2 separate regions of the Cyprinus carpio genome follow, and region 2 is linked to region 1. Evidence: chromatin contacts called from public Hi-C data. All regions are on one chromosome and are shown on one strand. Each heading gives the region's core, a stretch centred on a gene start, on an enhancer-like site or on the middle of the called end of the contact. The rest is flanking DNA. Distances are from core to core; before and after follow the strand shown.

The links. A called contact is a pair of places that touch in the nucleus more often than the background predicts.
Region 2: a contact with region 1 is called in a Hi-C map of skeletal muscle, with 2.7 times the contacts expected there. The contact joins the promoter of LOC109064997 here to the enhancer-like site in region 1. A contact is called at or near these places in 3 of 8 Hi-C or Micro-C datasets (liver and skeletal muscle).

What each region holds. Positions count from the first base shown.
Region 1 is chrA21:23,099,601-23,105,101 of ASM1834038v1, forward strand. LOC109083789 (rho GTPase-activating protein 26-like) reads left to right here. Exons shown (of 26, transcript XM_042711352.1): 10 at 2,654-2,748. Among protein-coding and RNA genes, the nearest start is that of LOC109083789, 44 kb to the left of the region's middle. Within about 2 kb of position 2,886, at least 2 of the 8 cell types and tissues checked have an H3K27ac peak or open chromatin away from gene starts, as enhancers often do. A contact at or near this core is called in skeletal muscle, where this site is marked.
Region 2 is chrA21:23,256,937-23,263,080 of ASM1834038v1, forward strand. It overlaps LOC109064997 (protein YIPF5), which reads right to left and starts at 1,283. Exons shown (of 6, transcript XM_042711355.1): 1 at 1,154-1,283; 2 at 262-375. The coding sequence starts at 365.

The sequences.
Region 1 (5,501 bases), core at 1,636-4,135:
CAATGTAAAAGCTTACTGATTTTAGGTTTGAAAATGCTGAAAATTCATATAAAAAAATAAAAAAAGAAGAAAAATGGTAAATGTAAATATTGTGTACTATAGAATAATTGTATTTTTTTTATTTTTTTAACTCTCACTGTGTTTTTTTAAATATTATTGTTTTGTGACATTTTTTTTTTTTTTTTTATAAAGAGAAATATTATTGTGATATAGTGTAATAATACTATTATTACTATTATTAATTAGTTTAGTTTTTTTAATAGTTATATTTAATGGGTCACACTATGTGTAAAAAACGTATGTGCACCCCCTATGTACACACACACACACACACACACATATATATGTGACCCTGGACCACAAAACCAGTCTTAAGTCGCTGAGGTATATTTTTATCAATAGCCATAAATACATTTTATGGGTCAAAATTATTGATTTTTCTTTTATGCCAAAAATCATTAGGATGTTAAGTAAAGGTCATGTTTCATGAAGATATTTTGTAAATTTTCTACTGTAAATATATATCAAAACCTTTTATATCAATACAAATTTTTGATTAGTAATGTGCATTACATATTACCATACATCAATGTAAAGCTTATTTATTTAGCTTTCAGATGATAAATTTCATTTTGTGGTCCAGAGTCACATATATATATTGTCCCAGCTTAATAAAGATTAACAAAAAACATTCTATACATCATAAAAGTTTTCACATTTTTCATTTATTATTCTGTTTTTCTTTCAACCCAATGTTTATGTATTACATCTTTGACATGTCAGTTACAACAGTCATTTCAGCTCATCCTTCAGTTGGTTAAAATGAATATGTTTACAGTAAATAGATTTATACTGGAGGCTTAGCAGACTAATGGTCCAGAGGGATTACACGCAGGAATTACAAACTCAAATTTTTAAACACACAGTGGAAACCAATTATCAGATAACAAATTGACTGCCTCTCCGCTAATCTTTTAACATATTTTCATGAGTGAGATATATAAACTGATCAACCACAACATTAAAGGGATACTCCACCCAAAAATGAAATTTTTGTCATTAATCACTTACCCCCGTGATGTCTTTAAACTTTTATGGACCTTGATGCTGTTATTTACTTGGCAGTCAATGGGACAGTCACAGTTTTCATCCAAAATATCTCAAATTGTGTTCCGAAGACGAACAAAGCTTTTACGGGTTTGGATCAACATGGGGGTAAGTGATTAATGACAAAATTTGTATTTTGGGGTGGAGCATCCCTTTAAAACCACTGACAGGTGAAGTGTATAACACTGGGTCACACTTTAGCTTGGGGACCAAGTCTCAATAATTAGTAAGGTAGTTGTAAAATCTATGTAGGTATGGGGCAGGATTAAGGGATCTAAAATATGGTAATGCAGAATAAGGCATTAATATGTGCTTTATACGTACTAGTAAACAGTCAGTATGCTAGTAATATGCATGCTAATAAACTAGTTAATAGTGAGAATTGGTCCCTAAACCAAAGTGTAACCATCAGTCCTTGAATTTCGTGTTTTGGAAGCAGGAAAAATGGTCAAGCAAAAAGATCTGACTTCAACAAGGGCCAAACAGTGATGGCTAAATGACTGAGTGCATCTCTAAAACGGCAAGTCTAGCCCATATGGTCCAATCAAACAGAAGATTTGCTGAAAGACTTCCAAACACACGGTGCTTCACAGTTTGCTGTGTATGGGGTTGCGTAGCCGCAGAGTGCCCATGATGACCCCCTGTCCACTGCCGAAAACACCTACAAATGGGCACGTGAGCATCAGAACTGGACCATGGAGCAATGGAAGAATGCCTGGTCTGATGAATCACATTTTCTTTTAGATGAGGTGGATGGACGTGTGTGTGTGCATCGTTTAATATGGGAAGAGATGGCAGCAGGAATCAGGATGCATATGTGAAGTAGCACAAAGGATGTGGGATGTGTTATGCACCAAAGTGTGGTACTTCGGGTATTAATACATGAAAACCTGAATGCTTTTATAACTGAAAACATGACTTTGTTCCAAATGGTACACTTACTGTGTACATGCAGTCTTGCAGATTTATTGTGCACTAGACCACAGAGTCCCATTTGTCAGTTTTGGTTCCATGTGAGTACTCACAGGCACCCTTGTTTCACCTTTCGAGACATTGCACTCTGTAAGCGTGCACAGTTTGTTTAGTACCCAGTCCCGGCGCTAGACACCTTATGCTGACACCTTTTCTGCAATGTGAAGAGAGTAAAAAAAAAATCGAGAGAAGTCACTCCGCAGAGTGGCGTGATAGATACAATTAGACTGTAAGTGAAGATTACACTGAAGGAGAGAACGACAGCACTCTGGTAATGAACTCCAGAGGCATGTGTGTAATGTGTTGCTAGTCGGCAAAGGAGTTGTGAAGTGTTGGAATAAAAATAGCTGACCGCATTTGAACACCCATTCCATGGCCACACTTGCAAGAAGATAGGAAGTAAGCTGACACCTTATTATTCATTTATATAATCATTTATGTGATGACAGTGTAGTTGGTAAATATAGACCATCTAGTCACATTTTCCTGTCGGCCGTCCAGGCTCACATAAAAATCGAATAAGTGAAACACTGAAAATTGTTGGGCCTATAGTAAACCATGTTTTTCTTTACAGGGAGACGAGGAAAGCTTTACGCTCAAATCTTGCACCAGAAGGAAAACAGACTCCATTGAGAAGAGGTTCTGTTTTGACATTGAAGCTGTGGACCGGTGAGTTGACTGTGTGCATACCTGCCACCAGATGGCACTTAACATCCACGTAACATTCAGCGGGAGACACACTTCCTGGCTGCTGCTCAGGAAATGGGGTGGAGATTTGAACTAGGTCCATCAGGCATGAAGAGAGTACAGCTTCGGCCTGTCAAAACTGTTGCAGTAACTAGCAGTGTTGCCAAGTCCACGGTTTTCCCGCAGAATTGGGCTACTTTAACACTGTTACATGTTTGTTTTTTTATGTCCACGGGTTGAAAAAACCCCAATAACGTGATATTTAGCCCCTAAAATGTGAATTTTATCAGGGGAACTCCACCAAAAACTTGTATTTTGACCGATTTGAATGCGGTTTTTACCGGGGGATCCCCCCCGAAACGTGACTGGACTAGTTTTGGGCTAGGTTTTGTTGTGAAAACCTGGTAACTAGGAGGGGAGAGATATAGTGGCCATCTTATGTGTTGTAGACAGAGGAAGGGAGCCGATTACATTACACTTAACCTATATGCCAAAAGATGCACTATAAGCCCTGATGACACAATGTTGTAATGCTGGGTTTACATCACGCTTTGCACATTACAATATATACATATATATTAGTCAATATTTTAGTCTTGCTTCCCAGCAAGATTGTGTCACATAATAAGATTTATCTCCAGAGAATATCTTGAATTAATATTTTTTCTTTCAACACTAAGATTTACATTTTAAGCATAAACCATACTAAATTCTGTTAAATTTGCATTTAAAACAAGTAGGGTAAGAGAAATCATTTTAATTCAGGATATACATTGTTGGTCAAAAGTTTACCAAGACTGTGTTTATTAAAAAAGTGATAGAAAAGACATTAATAATATTACAAAAAAAGGTTTCTATTTCAAATAAATATTTTTCTTTTGAACTGTCTTTTCATCAAAGAATTCTTAAAATCTATAATGACTGATAATAAGCACCAAATCAGCTTATTAGAACGATTTCTGAAGGATCATGTGACACTAAAGTCTTATGTAATGGATGCTAAACATTCAGTTTTGCATCACAGGAATAAAATACATTTTAAAACATATTAAAATAAAACCTTTATTTAAAAAAGAATAAATAAAAAGTTATTTTAAATTGTAATAATATTTCAAAATATTAAATTTTTACTGTATTTTTATCAAACAAATGCAGCCAAAACATTTCAAAGTCCTAATTATTCAACACTTTTGACCAGTGGTGTATAATTTCAGAAAGTTTTCATTTATGTAGTTTTAGTTCTCAAAATATATTGTTTTATTTATTTTTTACATTTTAATTTTACTGAAAACAAGAAAAATCCTACTTTTATACACCTGATACAAAGCAAATTCACACATGGTTCGAAATCCTTTTAAAAATTCTTCTTAATGAAAATTTAGCAGGATTTTCAGAAAATATGTCTCAGAATAAAGGGTCACATTCAGATTCAGGTGTTTTAAGTATGTATGTCACAACATTAGATATAATGTGCAGTACACTAAACATTCTATATAGTGTTTTTAATTTTTTTTTTTTTTACATGTTTTCAGGTGAAAATATTTATACAAAACAAGAAAATAATCACATTTAGACAAAATACTCATTAAGAATAGGGTAATTCTATGAAGTGTCTATAGCTGTGAGTGTATTCACTCATTTTACTTTTTTTTTATTTAGTGAGTGACAATTTCAGACACTGCATGCACATGGAAGTGTATAATACATCAATGCCTTTGTGGCTTATGTTGCCGTATGATTCAGTGTCGATTTGTCATGATAAAGTTGGAAAATACCTAGTTAATTATTCACAAATGTATTTTCCACAAAACATGTTGCAATTTTGCAATAGCCTCCTTCTTTTGCCCTCCACAGCAGCAGTGTACTATCACACTGTAAATCTATCAGACTTTCCTGTGCACAAACTCAATTAAACATCCCCAGTTTTATAACCATAACTCTTCCTGACCTGGCATGGCCTAACCTTCAGTTGTCACGCAAGTTAATGGTGTGTGAGTGTGTGTACTCCTGATTTACTGACAGAGCTGCCATACTGAAATATTAAAAGGTTTACCAACACACGGCACAGTAAACTGGCTCTTACATTGTTATATGCTAAATCAGAGAAAGGTTTTTTCCTTGGTAAAATAAGAACTTTATTTAAAAGCCTTGGACTGTTACTATCTATCTGTCTATCTATCTATCTATCTATCTATCTATCTATCTATCTATCTATCTATCTATCTATCTATCTATCTATCAGACTGACTGTACTATTATTTTGCAAGTCATGAAATACTATCCATTTGTTCAAATAGCATCATCAGTATCTGGTATATCTATTTTTGTTACCAAGGGTAATGACTTATGTGTGTTTCTTTAACTATGATTGCTTTTGCAATTGTGAAACAGAAGAACAATACACTTTAGCATATTAAATGCAAAAAAAATTGTATTCATTATATTCATTATGAAAATACTATAATTTAAAATAATACATTGTTTCCAAATTCTTAATTGCGTGTTATTTAGTTTAAAGAGTTCATGAGTTGAACTGAATTGCTTTTAAATTAAACCCAGTTAAAGTTATAATCAAGTACTTTAGATATGCTTTAATGTCCAACACATCAAAATAAGCATACTTCTTTAAAACATGACAAAATATTAAAACACAATCATTTAAATTGTTCTTTAAATTAAAACTTTTGCATTGATATTATTACTTTTAAAAATAAACTCTTTAAGTCCAAGTGGCA
Region 2 (6,144 bases), core at 33-2,532, 160 kb after region 1:
GCTACTGCAAACATGAAATAAGTATACACTGATTTGCATGCATTACGATATACTGATTACTCTCTAAAGCTCTGTATACTATCAACCAGCAATATATTTAATGTTGGATATATATATGCATCTCCAACTTTATGCACAGACAAACAGTATACTCGCTGCTCTGAAACAAATGAAAAATGCTATACATATAAAATTGACTTGACTTATTAAATAGTGCTGTGTATTAATAACAGCAGGACTTTGTGCAAGGCTCAGGCCTACTTGCTGTACGGGTCATTTGGGTCGCTGTAGCCATATCCTCCTTGGTTCTGATCGTCCACACTGTAACTAGACTGGAAAAAGTCTGTGTTGTCAAACCCCGACATTGCAAACAGCCTGGAAGGAATTAAATAGAAAAATAAGCCAGAGATGGACATTAGAGGTTATTAAAACTTACTGGTATCTAACAGTATCAAAGCCAAGACCGTTATTTGGCGGGAGATTTTAGTTTGAACAGCAGTGTATTTTTTAGAATGTTATTTAAAATCACACATTCGAATGTTACTGTAACAATTAAGGATTAAAGCAAGCAATTTATATTTCTTAATAAGAACTGATAGATGATATTAAAGAATCAAACACAAATGATCAGTGACTCCAAACAGATACAAAACTGTACCATGGTAAAGAGATAGAAACAGATTTCAATACCATGATACTGAAAGCTTACAAATGCTATGGTACTACCATGCATTACGTTACATCACTGTGATATTGCTATGTATGTCCACAGCACATATACAAAGAAACATGATATATATTTAAAAAGAAAACGAAGTTCAAAAATTAACCACGATATTATTTTATTTATTTATTTATTTTATTTTTTGTCAGAGGAACACTGTATATATTACAGATAAGGCTGTATGTTAGTTAAAGTCAATGCCGCACTAATTCTCTTTGCCATATTTGCAGAAGTCACACATATTTGCAGTGGTTTCAGCACGAATGTTGGTTTTGTTTGGGTTCAGTTAGCACAGCTCCGCTGAAGCACTGCATCGACTCACTCAGTCACTGTCAGCAAAAACTAATGAAGTGCTGGACGAAAATCTTATATATGTTTGATGGATGGATTATGTATGTATATGGTGGGAGATTCTGAAGTTTTACTTACACCGTTAACCGCCCGAGACTCCGCCAACGCCGCTAACTACGTGTCAAGAAATAGCAGCAGAATTTCCGGGTCATGGGGCGATGACGTCACTGGGTTAGATTAGGCTGCGGGAAACTGACGTGCGCCCTCTGTGTGAGGATGCGCTCACTGCACACAGAGACATTTACAGTTTTTTTTTTATACACATCATAAAACCAGTTTCTCATTCTTTTGAACAAGTTGCGATTGCTTTTGTACATTCATGCAATTGATTATGCACATTTATCTGCGGTTTCCTACATTATCAGTTGCTAATGTCATGTTGCTCAAAATGTATTTTATTGGTTTCTGTGCAATAGTCTTACCCCTCAAAACATCTAGTCTTTAGTTCATTATTATTATTGGACTTTTTGTAAACTTGACATGAATTGTGCAAGTGAATCTTGACTGATGAAGAGAATGTAGATCAACCAATGATAAAGACGAAATAGCTCAAAGGTTCATCTCATGAATCTTCAGTTGGAAAGCATATACTGTATAGACAGAGGACAAAACAAGAGTTACAAATTCTGACAGTTGACTTATTTTTTATTTTCATCTTTGTGCCCATGTTTCTTTTTCCATTTCTATATCACAATGACATTGTAAAGGTTTTTTTTTGTTTTTTGTTTTTTTTTTTGTTTTTTTTTTGGTCAGACCACAAGTAAAAGTCTAACTAGGAATACTATCCAGTCTCTTACAGTCAATATCCCACACACAGTAATGTGTAAATTTGTACTTCTGTAATGGATATATACTGTAGCATACATAAGCATATACTGTTCAATACAGTAACTGTCCATATAGTTTACCAAAACACTAATAAGTGCACTGTTAACATGACTAAGCATTTTGACTATCTTGTTTCTGTACAATGACACAAGGACTGGTCATTCTGATGGCACTGATATGTTCATTGACATAAATACTTGATTTTGAGAGATGAACTAAAGATTTTGAGTAAGTTACAGGCTTTTGCAGGTAATCCATTGTGTGTCTGTTTGTCCGAATTGTTTTGAGAAATGCAACCATCTTCTTTGCAATATAAGGATGATTCTACCAAATAATGCACATACTTCTTTGCAAATATTAAGGATGATTCGAGAAATGCACCAAATATCTCTAAAAAATGTTTTTATTTTATTATCAGGAGACAAGCAGTTCTATTTGAATGTAAGTCATTCACACACACACACGCACACACACACACACACACACACACACACACACACACACACACACACACACACACACACACACACACACACACACACACACACACACACACACACACACACACACAGCTTTTGTGTGGATACAGCTTGTCACATTATAGCCTACTGTAAAGTGACTGCTTGTCTCCTAACATTCAACATTTGCCATTAGACAATCATTTTTGGAGTGGGCTATATTTAGGGTCTCCTACAAAAATTAGAAGAGAAGTCCGAACTACCCATTCATTTAGCCTGTGTGATATCTGCAATTGGTGAATAAATCTGCAAATTGTCTGAATAAAGTACCCATAAAAAGATGCATTTTGCATGATGACACTGTCATTATGTAACTTTGTAGGCTAAACAGAAAACTAATTCATTAACTTCCTGCGGAATTTCTAATGATTTTTTTATGGCAGATTTTGATTTATGAAATAAGGACTGCGGTTTACATCTACAATATCAATTACAAATAACATTTCATTTAATAATTTCATGATCATTATCCCCCCCCCCCCCCCCATATTTTGTTGTTTTTTTTGTTGAACAGTTCGTACCATTTTGTTATGTAACTGCCACATTGTATGCTGGAGCATATGATAAATGATTCATACATGTAACACGCTTTAGACCAGGAGCACATTCATATTTTGACAGACTTATACGATTTTATGAATATTTCATTATTATTATTATTTTATGTTTGTGGATCACATAGTGAATCACAATGAAACTTCAAACATAATGTGTACTTAAAAAAAAAAAAAGTATTAGTTGTCCTGCTCCTTAAGCGTGTTGCATGTATGAATCATTAATCATCTGCTCCAGCATACAATGTGATGGCAGTTACACAAAGCAGACAGGGATGTTTTGGTGTCAAGAGAAACTAAAAATAAATCTCTGCTGGGAAATCATTATTATTACTGTGCAAGAATAATAGAGGTTATATGAGAGGAGTGATTGTTTTATTATACAGGGAGAGATTAGGAAAGGCTCGATTCACTAGAAAGTTTATGTAACAGACATAAAGCACCATAATGGTGCAGGTGGAAAGCAGTGATTATGCTGTGGTTGAGACTCAGGGCTGGTAACACAAAAGTCCCATCATTGTTATGAGTGGAGTCATTACAGAAATCCACAGTCGCACAGATATACACCCTCAAGTTACTCCAGGGGGACAGAGCATCTACTAAAACGAAAAGTAAGCATAAAACAGATAAACAGACATTTTCTACACTTCTACATTTAGATCTGCATATATATATATATATATATATATATATATATATATATATATATATATATATATATATATATATATAAACAACTGCTTTTGTATACAGCTAGATAAATAAATTTTGTCATGAAAAGAAAATTGATGTTGGCTTGGCTATGATAGATAGATAGATAGATAGATAGATAGATAGATAGATAGATAGATAGATAGATAGATAGATAGATAGATAGATAGATAGATGCAGACAGGCAGATAAATGATAGATAGATAAATAGATAGATAGATGATAGATAGATAAATTGTTTTCTTCAAGCTCAGTGCAAGTGATTCAGATGAAGCTGAGAGCAGTAGGCAAACCCTAAATGCATCATGGCCCATGGGTGAGAGACAACAGTCCATTAGCTGTGCTGCAAGGGGAGCCAGCGGTTCGCTGTGTTAAATCTAAAGGAATCAGGATAGAAGAGAGAGATAAGACTGTGTGAAGTGATCTGTGTGAAATGATGCCCTCTCCACCAGCCGGACAGTCTTTAGACAGACTCATTGAATCTGTAGAGTTACTGGTCTAGAACCCTTTGGAGAATAACAAGCAGGGCATTGGGTTTTACACATACCTCACAGGGTTTTACCACATATCTATTTATTACTGTCAAACCTGTAGCACCATATTTGAAGTATACAATTATATACAACAGTTAATTCTGGTCATTGGATTTGCATTCCAAAAGCACTGATATAACCGTCCAAAAACACTGGAAATTGATACTGTCTGTATCACTCTGATTGTATAGGTATGCATATTCCAGACAGACTGTTTTTCAGTTACTCTTTCTGTAGGGTACATCATTATGCCAGTAGATGGTAACAAGTGGCTGTCACTGAATCATTCACTCAAATGATTTGTTCAATAACACATCATTCAGGAACAAAATAGCACTATTGTGTGTTGCATTGATTCTGCTGTGGCTTAAATATTTTTTTATTATTTGAGCAAAGACATTTCCTCTAACGCTATTTTTGGCCAGAAGTGATGGTTCAAAGTTAAAATGTTTTAATGGTGTATTTGTTTCTTACAAACACACAGCTTTTCACTGCGCAAGATGTTAACTGCAGTCATGTGGATCATTGTGATGTTTTTATCAGCTGTTTGGACTCTCATTCTGATGGCACCCATTCACTGTACAATACACTGTGTGCAATTGTGATATAATGCTACATTTCTCCAAATCTGTTCCAAACTCATCTACATCATGAATGGCCTGGGGGTGAGTACATTTTCAATGAATTTTCATTTTTGGGTGAACTGTTTCTTTAAGCAATATCACACAATCGTGCTGCTTCCTTGTTATTCAATAACATGTAGAAACTGTCCAAACCTTGGCGTAAAACATAGTTCAATTAAAAAGAGGGTCTTTGTCACACCCTTTGTTTTTATTTTCTCACTTATTTACATATATTTATTGTCCATTGAAGTATTGTAGGCTTTATTAGCACAGCTATAATCACCTACAGCCGAATTATGCTGCATAAGGCCATAACACACTCTTTATTATGTGATACCCCTTCAAATATTATGATTTTAAACATATACACTGAACAAAATTATAAACGCAACACTTTTATTTTTGGCCCCATTTTTCGTGAGCTGAACTCAAAGATCTAAGACTTTTTCTTTGTATACGAAAGACCTATTTCTCTCAAATATTGTTCACAAATCTGTCTAAATCTGTGTTAGTGAGCACTTCACCTTTGCCGAGATAATCCAACCATCTCACAGGTGTGGCATATCAAGATGCTGATTTGTCTGCATGATTATTGCACAGGTGTGCCTTAGGCTGGTCACAATAAAAGGCCACTCTAAAATGTGCGTTTTTGAACAATCTGAAAGGTGTGGCATATGTAGAAAGTTTTGAGGGAGCGTGCAATTGTCATGCTGACTGCAGGAATGTCCTCCAGAGCTGTTGCCTGTGAATTGAATGTTCATTTCTCTACCATAAGCCGTCTCCAAAGGTGTTTCAGAGAATTTGGCAGTCCATCCAACCGGCCTCATAACCGCAGACTACGTGTAACTACACCAGCCCAGGACCTCCACATCCAGCAGTGGATGTTTTCAGTAACACAGATTTAGGTAGATTTGTGAATTTTATTTTGGAGTTTTATTGTTTCCAGCCTCATAGAAAAAGTGTTAGCTCTTTGAGTTCAGCTCATGAAAAATGTGGGCAAAAACAAAAGTGTTGCGTTTATAATTTTGTTCAGTGAATGTTTTCATAGACTGTAATTGGCTACTGATGCACAGTATTATTGACACAGGCTACATAAAAGTTGCTGGAAACTGCTTGGGACCCCGTGTTAGTGGCAGGAAATCAAAATAGAACACAAGATATAGCTCAAGATACAAAAGCCAGTGAGTTGTTTGAACATGACTGTGTGAGCCCCTTCTCAGATTCTCTTGATTCTTTCATCACACTCTGTAGGTGGACGCCAGTAGATTGGAGTGTAGGATGTAGAGTAAATATTCAGAAAGT